Regions from separate parts of the Mus musculus genome. Here region 2 is linked to region 1. A link is a contact called in public promoter capture Hi-C data. All regions are on one chromosome and are shown on one strand. The core of a region is the stretch at or near the end of the contact, and the rest is flanking DNA. Distances in the headings are between cores, read along the strand shown. Region 1 holds the start of Wfdc1 (WAP four-disulfide core domain 1). Region 2 holds the start of Crispld2 (cysteine-rich secretory protein LCCL domain containing 2).

The links. Promoter capture Hi-C pulls out the DNA fragments that hold promoters and counts their contacts.
Region 2: a promoter capture Hi-C map of liver shows a contact between it and region 1, with 4 times the contacts expected there. The contact joins the promoter of Crispld2 here to the promoter of Wfdc1 in region 1. A contact is called at or near these places in 4 of 39 promoter capture datasets (the C10 cell line and liver) and 2 of 9 other capture datasets (adipose tissue and liver).

The regions. Positions count from the first base shown.
Region 1 is chr8:119,663,154-119,668,751 of GRCm38.p6, forward strand. It overlaps Wfdc1 (WAP four-disulfide core domain 1), which reads left to right and starts at 3,212. Exons shown (of 7, transcript NM_023395.2): 1 at 3,212-3,507. The coding sequence starts at 3,388. It overlaps Gm32352 (a long non-coding RNA gene), which reads right to left. Exons shown (of 4, transcript XR_388091.3): 2 at 941-1,167; 3 at 703-792.
Region 2 is chr8:119,988,455-119,994,118 of GRCm38.p6, forward strand. It overlaps Crispld2 (cysteine-rich secretory protein LCCL domain containing 2), which reads left to right and starts at 3,984. Exons shown (of 15, transcript NM_001310635.1): 1 at 3,984-4,146.

The sequences.
Region 1 (5,598 bases), core at 1,962-4,461:
TGAATGAATGAATGAATGGACTCTGAGTCTTCTACACAATTCTGTTTCTCTCTACTGGAAGTCATTCACACGACAGTATAAGTTAAGAGTCAGTACACTTTTATCTGGTCTGATCAATAGACTTAAACTGTCCTGTGTCCCTGGAGGATGGTGACCCTTAGTGACCCTTAGTGTGTCCTCTGCTTCCTGACTCCGAGTCCCCAGGCACAGCACTCTTTACATTTTAAAGTTTCTATTTCTCTCTCTCTCTCTCTCTCTCTCTCTCTCCCCTGAGGGAGGGAAGCCCTTGGCAGAGAGACATTCTCCAGGATTCACAGTCTTCGGGAAGGCATGCCAACGGTCGGAGACTTCGCAGGAGGACATCCCACTGGGCTGGGGGAAAGTTCAGGTTGCCTGGGTCACATAAACTGGAAAGGCCCTCTGAAGGTGGGACCTCGAGTTCTGAGTCTCGGCAGGAAACTGGGAAGAGGGCTGGACCTGACCTCATGGTGGGACCTAGGGCCCTGCTGGGAGCATCCGGTGGCTGTCATCCTGAGGCCACGTCAAGTCCCTGATCAAAAGAGGTGCTGGCTCCCCAGGCGGATTTGTTCTGTTTGTTTCTTGGGCCATTTTCCTTCCACACAAAGTACCCAGTGTGGCTCAGTACCCTGAGCGGTTGCCCTTCTTGTCCCGAAGACTCTGCAGGGTCCTTTTGTAACTTACCACGGTGAAGAGTTGACTGTGTGTCACATTTCGGAGGCTCCTGGCATCTCAACCCAAGCGCCTAATGTATGCATGGACCTTCAGTGTTATCTAGGGGAGAGAATGTTGACTTAGTCACATCTTGGGACTTTAGACTGCAGAACTAGTTTGGGGGGCCATCCCTCACTAAATCCGAGGATGAGGAAGAATCTTGGCAGTTAAGAAGATTAAGCTTACCCCATCAGCAACAAATACTCACTGGGTCCAGGCCAGGTTCTGGGAGCAGCTGGAGGAGATGCAGACCCATGTCTTTGTCTCCGGCAGGGTTCCGACCTTCTCTCCTCAGTGTGGTAAATGCTCATGTGTTAAGCAGCTTATGGTGACCCGTGTCAGCTTCCTCACCACGCCAGGGTTCAACTCCAGATGTTGCCGGTGGGTAGAGAGGGATCCCAAAGCTTTGCTTTGCTCCTCTTTAATTTCCAAATGCTGGGTGGATACACACAGACAGCTTGTCATTAGAAACTACTGAGTGCATTCTGTCTCTTAGAGTTCCAAACTAGGGGCCTGATGTGGAGGATGGAGCCACATGGGCGGCTTCCCAGTGAGATAGGCAAGTATCAGGGGTTCATCAGATGTCACAGAGCAATGACTGAATGTCCTAGTAGCCGTGTGACCAAACAAGGAAATGCGGGGAGAGGATGTCAGATACCCTCATGGTTCCGTTTGATCCAGGAGCAGTTTTCAATGCATGCACGGTCAGATGTCAAGGACACACCCCTGCTTTCTACCAATTTTGAGAGTTCTTTGGGGTCACTGTGGGAGTTGAAGTGATTGGCTTGGTTGGTGAAACACTTCCCACGCAGGCAGAGACCTGAGCCTGATTCCCCAGGACACACACAAAAAGGCAGGTGTGGGAGTGTGTGTCTGTAACCCCAGCTCTGAGGAGACCAAGACAGAAGGGTCCCTCATGTTCACTGGCCGGCCAGCCCAGCCATCTTAGAGAAGTCTCAGCCAGTGAGAAAGTATCTGAGGAAACCAAAGAGAATGGTCGGTGCCTGAGGAATGTGAGGGAGGTTGACCTCTGACCTCCACCAACGCATGTGTGTGTTCTGTACATGATGTCTGCTTTACACGTAAACAGTCCTCACTCAGAGCTGCTACATGGCGCATGTTTAGTGATCCTATGACTACGTGTTAGATGCCACAAGTACCAAAATGTAGGACGGGGACCCCAGATGATCCTACATCAGGCACAACATGGTCAACTGTATTCACCTACTGCGCATGAGCACAGTCTTATGAATCTGTGACTCCAGGGATGGAGCATGGCGGGGGGGGGGGTGCTACAAGAACAAGAACAATCCACCAGGTAGAGCAGACTGTCTAGTTCAGAAGAGGAGGGGTGGGAGGCAGGGGTGGGGCTCAGCGCTCCAATCAGTACAGATGCACCCAATGGTGGCCACCACATGAGAGCCTCTATCAGGAGCCATACTGGGAAAGCAGTCCCGGCAGAAATCCAAGGCCGTGCTAGGGCCCTGCCAGGCAGAAGAGCCTTCCTGGTGGGGAACTAGGAGACCTGGTGCAGTGAAGGCAGAGGGAGGTCAGAAGGGCTTCACAGACCATCAGCCCAGCTCAGGCAGAAGCCAGGCCACCCACGGAGAGACCCAGGAACTGGGCCAAGAGCCTGCTGTCCAAGAATGTAATGTAGGCACATGTGGAGACGAGCATGGGGGCTGGGAACTGCTGTCAGAGCCCCAGGACCCGGGTGCTCCTGGTGGTGGGTGGGAAGACAGACCTACCTTCCTGGGTGCCCATTCTGCCCGTGCCACCCAGCCTCACAGGGTGTGCCTCGGAGCCCCCTCGGCAAATACCACTGGGGCTGCAGGGAAAGCCAATCCCACCTTCTCCAGTGGAGCCGTTCATACCATCCTCTGGGCCTGAGCTAGCTGCTCCACCTCACACTGTTGTCTGATGTGAGAGCAAGCGTGAAACCTCTTTCCATCTCTGTGTCCCCCTTTAAGAAAAATGGGGATCCACACAGCAGCCACCTCTGCATGCTGTTGGGGACAACCTGTTGGGGACAGGCAAGGTGCTTGGTTCCCGCAGCAACCCTCAGTGCAGAGGATGCTTTCCTGTGCAATGCCACTCTCCCCCAGAGTCACATCAAAGCAGGGACTCAGAGACAAGGGAGGGGTCTGCTTCCCCACACCAGGGCCACAGGCTCCTGCGGCCCCCTGTCCCCTCCCTATAGCACCCCCAAACCCAGTTCCTGGGGCAGACAGTCACAGGCAGCGCTGAGAGCAGCACAGCCCATCCTAACTGGAGGCCGAGGAGGCCGCCACAGCAGCTCAATAGTTACAGGGGAGTGGCAGGTCCCTCCCGGCCACGTCTTGGCTGGTGCCCCTTCCTCCCTCTGCCCGGCATCTGAGCTGCCCAGCTTACAGTCACTCTAGTCACTGGAGCCACAGGGTGGACTAAAAATAACCTGGAGAACCAACCACTACCCAGGGCACAGGTGCTGGCTGAGGGCACAAGATCCCAGGGACCCTGTGTGGAGGACCAAGGCTGCAGCAGGCAAAGTTCTGTTGCTCTCTCAGGCCCCACCCAGGCTATGGTCCCTCCTCCCTCTTAACCCCTCTTGCCTCCTCTCCCCGGCCTGCGGAGGAGGTCACTCGTGCAGAAGGAAACCCTGCCACCAGCCTCGGGATGGGTAACTGCGGCAGAAAAGTCCTTCGGGCTCTGAGTTTCCTGTTGCTACTGGGCTCCAGTTCTGCCCAGGGCACTTGGGAGGCAATGCTGCCGGCCAGGCTGGCCGAGAAGTCCCGAGTAAGTGCCAGGAGGGGTGGAGGGGCCTCTGTGATGGGAGGTGGCCCAGGGGACAGAAGTCCCTAGATGCTGTCTATGGTTTCTTATCGTGGTGGGAATCTCCTGTATTGGAGCTGTAGCGGGTGGTGGGCAGACAAGGCTCTGCCTTCCTGAGAGCCCATTGCTGCCAGCAGGGAGGCAAGAAACAGGTCCACCCCCCATGTGGAGATCTTGCCTTTGAAGCTTAAGGGAAAGCATCTCTGCTTCTTCCTGGAAAGCAGAGTCTAATGAAAGGGTCTGAGGGCACAGACGTGAGCATTTGGTCCCCTCCAGTGTCTGAAGCCTGGCCACAGTGCCTCATTCGGGCAAGAGACACTTAGTGGGAAGCAGGCTGGGCAAAAATCTATATGACCCCCTGCAGGTACAGGATGAGGAGACCCGCTCTCCCCCTCGAGGGTGAGTCAGGCTGCCTGGGGACAAATGACATCGATACCTAGGAAGGTTCTGAGCAGAATGTCAACGGGGGGAGGGGGGGCAGGCACAGTGGGACCCTATGGCTGAGTCCTAAGTTGGGCTTGTCTTTGGCTGTGTGACTTCAAGCAAGTTGTCTGACCTCTCTGGACACCAACAATGTGCTCTGTGGAAGACAGAGTGATGCATTCCTCTCAGTAAATATGTGGGGGGGGGGGGAGTTGATGTGGTGTGTGACACGCATGTGTATGTGTTTACAGATGTGTGCAGTGCTTATGTGGGCACATACTCGTGTGTGCTTGGGCCTGTGGAGGCTGGCAATTGGTATCAGCCATCTACCTTGTTCATTTGATTTCCTTTACTGACAGACGGTCTCCCACTGAACTCAGAGTTCCCTAGGGCTAGTCTACCTGGACAGCTTGGCCCGGGCATCCCACCTCCCTCCCGAGCCCGTGGGCCACAAGTGGCTGCCACTTCTGCCAGCTTTTACATCCATTCTGGGTATTGGAACTTGAGCCTCAGACCTACTCAGAGGGCATATTATCCACTGGGGGACATCTCCCCCATCCCTGGTGTTGGTGTTTTGATGACACTGTCCTGGATGGGAGACTTGTCTGCCGGTTCCCCTCCTGGGGTGTCTACACAGCAGTGTGGACAGCAGAGAGTGAATGAGAGGAAGGAAGCCAGGGTGTGTTAGCTTTTGAGCAGTGGGGAGACAGATAATGAGGGAAGCGTTGGGGTGGGTGTAAGGTGGGCACCCTCCGGGGGTGGGGGGGTCTCCAGTCAGGGAGGCAGCATGCCTGCAGGGACACTGTACACTTGTGCAGACACAGAAAGCACTCAGCACTCAGAGTAGCCAGTGTGTCTCACAGGCTTCTAGTCCAATGCCAGCCCATGCCTCCTGGGAGGAATTCTGGTTCCCCGGGGCTGCTGTAGACCCTGGCAGGTTCCTGCCATCGGAGTCAGCACCAGGAGCACTCTCATGAATGCAGGAACACAAATGTGATGAGCAGCATGTTCAGCCCTGCCCTGGAGCTGCAGGGAGAGCCTTCTAAGGTTGGAGACATTTGGCCTGGGGCTTTGAAGGGTGAATATGAGTTTGCCAGATCAGGAAGCAGGGAGGTGGGAAACCAATGTGAACTGAGGCTGATCTGGGTTCAAGATGAACACCCTGGCTGGATGCTCTAGGGAAGAGACAGGGAGCCACGGGAGGAGGAGTCAGACTTCACGTGGGACATGGAATCACCAAAGGCTTCCTGGAAGAGGTGGTTGTCCTGAAGGGAGGCTAAGGATTAAGAATCCAGAGAAAGAAGGACATCCTTTGAAGGCTCCAACGCCAGAGTCTAACTAGAGATGAGAGGGGTGGGGGTGGGGCGGCGCAGGCCAGCGGGAAAGGGCAGGCTGCAAGGAAAGGGACTTTGCTGCTTTTCCCAGGTCCAGGTTCTTTGTACCTCGTGCTGCCATGGGACACAATCCCCGGGCTTTGCATTATCTGCAGAATTGGCCCCTCCCTGGTGTTCAGACTGCTGCTGTGCGTGCCAGAGGAAAGAAAGAGTGTGTGTGTGTGTGTTGGGGGACATGCCCCGCCCTGGGGAAGGCCAGGCTGTGTGTGACTCAAGAGTTTTATGGGTCCTTGTGCAT
Region 2 (5,664 bases), core at 2,734-5,233, 330 kb after region 1:
TGGAAGGGGACAGTGGGCTCGGGGTGCACTGCATGCCCCTTCAGGTCTGAGCGGAGCATACCTTTTCAGATCTGGCTCCCTAGAGGGACTTTCTCTTTGTCTCAACTTCCCCAGAATCCAACACTCTCCCAGGTCACAAGGACATTCTTGATAGTATTTCCCAGGAAATCTGTGGCTAGTCCCTCTCCTGGGGACAATTACATGGATCTTGGTCCCTTCTCTTCTGGAACCTCTCAGGCATCCACAACGCCCACGTTACCATTATTCAAATACAAAGGCTGTAAGTTTTCTCTCTTCCTTTTCAAAGAAATTACATCCTGAGATTGCAAAAGTCTGGGAAATTTAATTGGAGCTGAACTTCCGAGAGCCCTGTGGCCCTGGCAGCACCTATGTTAATCCTTGATGTGACATGCTCCAGTGATTTCCACGTTAACCATTTAAGGATTTAAGGAATAGGGATGGGGGTGGGGGTGTTGGTTGTGATGGTTACCATTGGAGGGGCCCTTAGCATCACAAAGGTTAGCAACTTTCTTGACAGATGGAAATTCACTCTGACTGGCCCAGGATGACACCAACTAGCACATTAAAGATATCATTTGTCCCATAGGTGCTCCTCAGAGAAGTCAGGTGACTTGAGCTAAGGTACATAGCTGGGGCATGTGCATGAGAAATGAAGCCCAAATCTGTCATGACTCATAGATGGTGCTCATCACTAGGTTGGGTGCTCATTACTAGGTTAGGTGTTCTTCACTAGATTAGGTGCTTATTACTAGGTTAGGTGCTCATTACTAGGTAAGGTGCTCATTACTAGGTTAAGTGTTCATCACTAGATTGGGTGCTCATTACTAGGTTAGGTGCTCATCACTAGGTTAGGTGCTCATTACTAGGTTAGGTGCTTATTACTAGGTTAAGTGTTCATTACTAGATTGGGTGCTCATTACTAGGTTAGGTGCTCATCACTAGGTTAGGTGCTCATTACTAGGTTAGGTGCTTATTACTAGGTTAAGTGTTCATTACTAGATTGGATGCTCATTACTAGGTTAGGTGCTCATCACTAGGTTAGGTGCTCATTACTAGGTTAAGTGTTCATCACTAGGTTGGGTGCTCATTACTAGGTTAGGTGCTCATCACTAGGTTAGGTGCTCATCACTAGGTTAAGTGTTCATCACTAGGTTGGGTGCTCATCACTAGGTTAGGTGCTCATCACTAGGTTAGGTGCTCATTACTAGGTTAGGTGCTCATCATTAGGTTAGGTTCTCAGCCCCTAGGAACAACACCTTGTTTTTTATGGAGCGGCTGTATGGTATCTGGTCATCTGTGGACTTTTTTTTTCTTTTTTTTAAGACTGCAAATTTCTTCATTTCCACTAGCATAGGTCTGTGCTTTGTGCCCATCTCCTCGAAGCCGATTAGCCTCTGTAGTTTTAGCAAAAGAGTGAGGCATGTCTCCAACACCAGGCCATCAAAGGCCCTCCCAAGGCACCTGGCTCTGGAGGAAGCTTGCTTTAGGGACAGCTAGGCACCACGTGTCTGACCACCTGACACTGTCCACTGGAAAGGCTGGAGCCACTACGGCCAGCAACCCAGCTGGTATCCCTCCCACAGCCAATATCAAACACTACTCTCAGTGTCTAGCTCCAGTCAACAGCTAACTACAGCCAATGAAGGGCCCTAAGGAAGAAACTAACTGCACTAACCACACCTTTCCAGTGTCCCCTATCTAGTACATTATAGGCCTAACAAAAACAATGGGGGCTGTTAAAGATGTCTTGTGTGTGTGCGTGTGTGTATCATAATCATATTGGGTATCAAAATAGGTATATATGAATACACACATATATCATTAGCACTAAATAACCATTATACAACTGGAACATCTCCCTCCAACCCACTATAATATAGGATAATTTGTTACACAGCAGTACTAGCCATGACATTCTACTTTAGAAATTTGTTTAGCCTCCCCGATATATCAACAAGAAATGAAATAGCTCTGAAGTATCCAATGTGTTCATCTTGTATAAATACAAACTCTCTAATCAGCTTACCACATGACTTAGAGGCCAAGCTGATAGGCTGTCCTGGTCCATTTGGGCTGATGGGTCAAGACGGCACTGGGTGACAGGATATACACAGGGGAGCTTGGGCAGTGAGACTGTCAAAGGTAGTGTCTCAGCTCACAGATGGGGATCTCACAACATCCCAACTTGCTCTCCCCACCCCCACCGTATCTTCCCTAGGTAATTAGATCTCAATGTAGCAATCTTGGCAAGATACATTAAAATATAGTAGGGGCTCCGGCACAGGCTGCCTGGGTTGGGATCCCAGTCTCACCAATGGACAACCAGGAGATCCTGGACAAGTGCCTTCACCTGCTTGTACCCAATGTCCCCATCTGTAACCAGAGGCCCCTTTCCATTGGGCCGTGAGAGGCTGACCAGAAGATGCCCTTGAAGTTCCCCCGCATAGCTCCTGATACTCTTCTGGTGAAGGAGAAATGGGGTAGGTTAGACGAGAAGGCCACACAGGGGAGGGAAAGGGGAAACTGAGGAAGAGTAGGAAGAAGAGCTGGAGGTTCTGGGATGGCCAGACTGAGGGAGACTTGGCATGTTGGTTTGACCTGATGATGATAGGCATGTAGAATGCTTCGGTGGGGAGGGGTGTCTAAGAGTCCCACGGAGCCATCAAGGAGCTTTGCAAGGTTGTCATGAAAAGCGTCAGCAGGGCGGTGTGGTGGGGCCACTCAGAGCCTGGGACTTCTATTACTGACAAGCCACTCCTGCCCAAATGCTGGGTCCCAGAAAAGCCCTGTTCCTCATCACTTCCCGTTCCTGGGTGGGTAACAGGACCCAGTTTATCCTGTTTTGCATTCAAGGCTTAATGGTCACGGACACTGGCAACAGAGTGGGCACGTGCACTTTGGAGACCTGTGACTCAGAGATGCGTGCAGGAATCTCTGTGTTGGTCAGTCCCTTCACTGAGGAGAATAGGGATGCTGGCGTCTGAGGGTGGTCAGGCCAGATCGTCAGCACCAGAGAATGGCACATGGAGCACAGGGCCCACCCTCACTGGCCTTGTCCTGGGTCACCCCCAGGGCTGCTAATCAGCCCTGTTAATCAGCACTGACTCCTCTGGTACTTGGAAGACAGCTTAGGGTGTAGCAAGTGAGTGCAGGTCGCTTGATGATGGATGCTTCCAAAACTGAGCATTAAGGACGGGATTTAAAATGAAAAATATTAACATATCTGAATCTTTATCTGCGCAGTGCTGCGTCAAGGACTTGGGTAAAGATCTCTGGTTGTAATCCAGGTTCCCCAACATGTCACGAGGAACCCCAGCGGGCTCGGCTGTACCTGCTCCTGGTAGTATTTGTGGAGGTGTTAGTGGGAGGTGCCTCTTTGGATGGGTGGTCTTCTCCAGTCCCACTTTAAGTGACTGAGAGTGTTCTGGGGGATCTCTTAGCTCTTCCCGCTCATTCCCTCACTTGCCCTTAAGGGTTTGGGTGTCAACCTTTACCTAAAGTAATTTCCCGGATTCTAACCTCGGGTTATTTGCTCCAGGTAGACGCCAAATGCCCTGGGGCACGTGGTACTAAGCTTACTGGAACCTCACCCTGGGGTTCTTGAGGAGGCGGGATAATCTCTCCACAGAAGTGGGACATAGCCTCCTCCCTAAATTGCTGGGAACCCCCGAGATCCTCCTAGTTTGGGAATAGGTCGTGGCGGATAAATGCGCACACCCCGGCTCAGCACGTGCTTCCCGGTGGTCTTTTGTCCTGTCCTTCACTTGAGTAGTAGAACCGGGTGGGGTCCACAGGCCACGGACTGTCTGGGGGTGCCCAGCCTGCCGCACGCAGAAAGAGCTCAATGAAAACTACTTTTATGGTCACGGCTAGGGGCCGCGCGCTCCTTGCGCATCGTGGTCCTCAGTGCCTCCACCCTCCCGAAAACAGGAGGCGGGGCCGGCGCCTCGCAGCCCAATCAGCGCTGCCTGTGGACTTGGGGGGCGTGGCTCAGGATGCTCTAAGAAGCTACTAGGGGCCGCGCTCAAGTCCTGGACCCACTCAGAGCGCCCAGCATCCGCAAGGTTCCAGATCTGCAACTTGCTTGCCCAGCGCTCCCCAGGTTGAGGCCAGAGTTCCGCACAGGTGAGAGGGACTCGGTCCCGCTGTTCTTTTGTCTGTAGGAGAACAGGTCTTGTCGCGTAGCCTACGCTGTTCTCGAACTCTTAGCCACCTCACTGCTTCGGCTGCAATGTCTCCTCTTTCTGTCCTTTTTCGACTCTCTTGCCCTGACTAAGGCAGACGCGGTGCTTCAGGGCTGTTCAGGGCTGTGTGCCGCCGTTCTGCAGAGCCCTTACCTGCAAGATCCTTTTCAGATGAAGAAATTGAGGCTCAACTACGAAGCTTTTTGCCCGGGACTGACTCGCGGTTAGGAAGCCGTTGGAGCTGGGATCCCTAGCCTGGCTGCACGAAGCTGCTTCGCGCTTCACTGAGGCGCGCTCTTTTGCCCACCCAAGGCAATTTGCCACCATTTGGGGCGGTAGTGTGTTGTCAGTGGGCGTCGATAACTGGCTCGATGATGGCTTGGTTGCGTTAGAGGGGTCTTTCACTCTGTGAGGGTAAGGTTCAGGTGATCACAGGGGCAGGTAAGTGCCTTTGGTTCCAAATGACAGAGCCACACCCCTTTTCCATTGGCAACAGGCTTGTGGTGAGGGGGTCTCCTAACCCTATTTCAGATAAAATATGGAGGGTCAGAGAGGTAAAGTGAGCTGGACTACAGCAGAGACAGGTCTGGAAGCCACCTCCGACTGCCTCCAAGGCTTCCCAGGGACGTGTCCAGGTGTAGCACAGTCTGGACTCTGGCCCATAGGAATCCTTCTGTCTCAGTTTCCTGAGTTGTCGGGATTATAGCAACTCTTCTAGAGACTGTTTTAGGGAACACATGACAGGGTCTTTTCCTAAAGTGGGCATCTTGAATTAAGTCCTCCTGTCAGGAGTATTGGCCCCAGATGAGGAAAGCCAAGATCAGCTCCTTTGGGGTATAGACTTGGTGCCAGATGCCTGTTGCTGCAGTGCAATTTGAACTGGCCCTCTTTCCAGGGAAAGGTGAGTTGCTACGGTGACTAAGCCCGTGTGAGAGGCTGTCTGGATGCCTGGCTTTCCTGGAGCCAAGAGCGGGGCTGGAAATGTCCACTGTTAGACCTGGGCTCCTTGCCCTGAGGAAGTAGGGTAGTCCTGCCTTCTCCAGATGATCTTACACTCCGCACATCAGGTCTGGAGTCTGACAGCCCTGCAGAACAAGGCTGGACCACGCTGCTTGCCACAAAGGAACTGAGGGATGTACAGCATCACTTGGCATCCTCTATCTGCCACCGTCCTCACCTCACCTCCAGGAGGAATAGCAGGTGTGGCGCTACAGTGCCTGACTTGGGAGCGGTGGCTGGGGACCTGGGTCAGTGGCTCAGAGTCTTGAATCTGGGCTGGAAGTGGAGAGTGACTTGTGATTATACCCCCATAGGTGGGCCTGGCTCTGGACTCTAACACCCACGGCTTGTAGGTCCTGCCTTTTAAAAGACAGCTATATATCCACTACTGCCTCTGTCTTCAACCTGACCTTCACAGAGGGGGCTTTATCTAAGGGGTCCTGGACAAACATCTGGACGA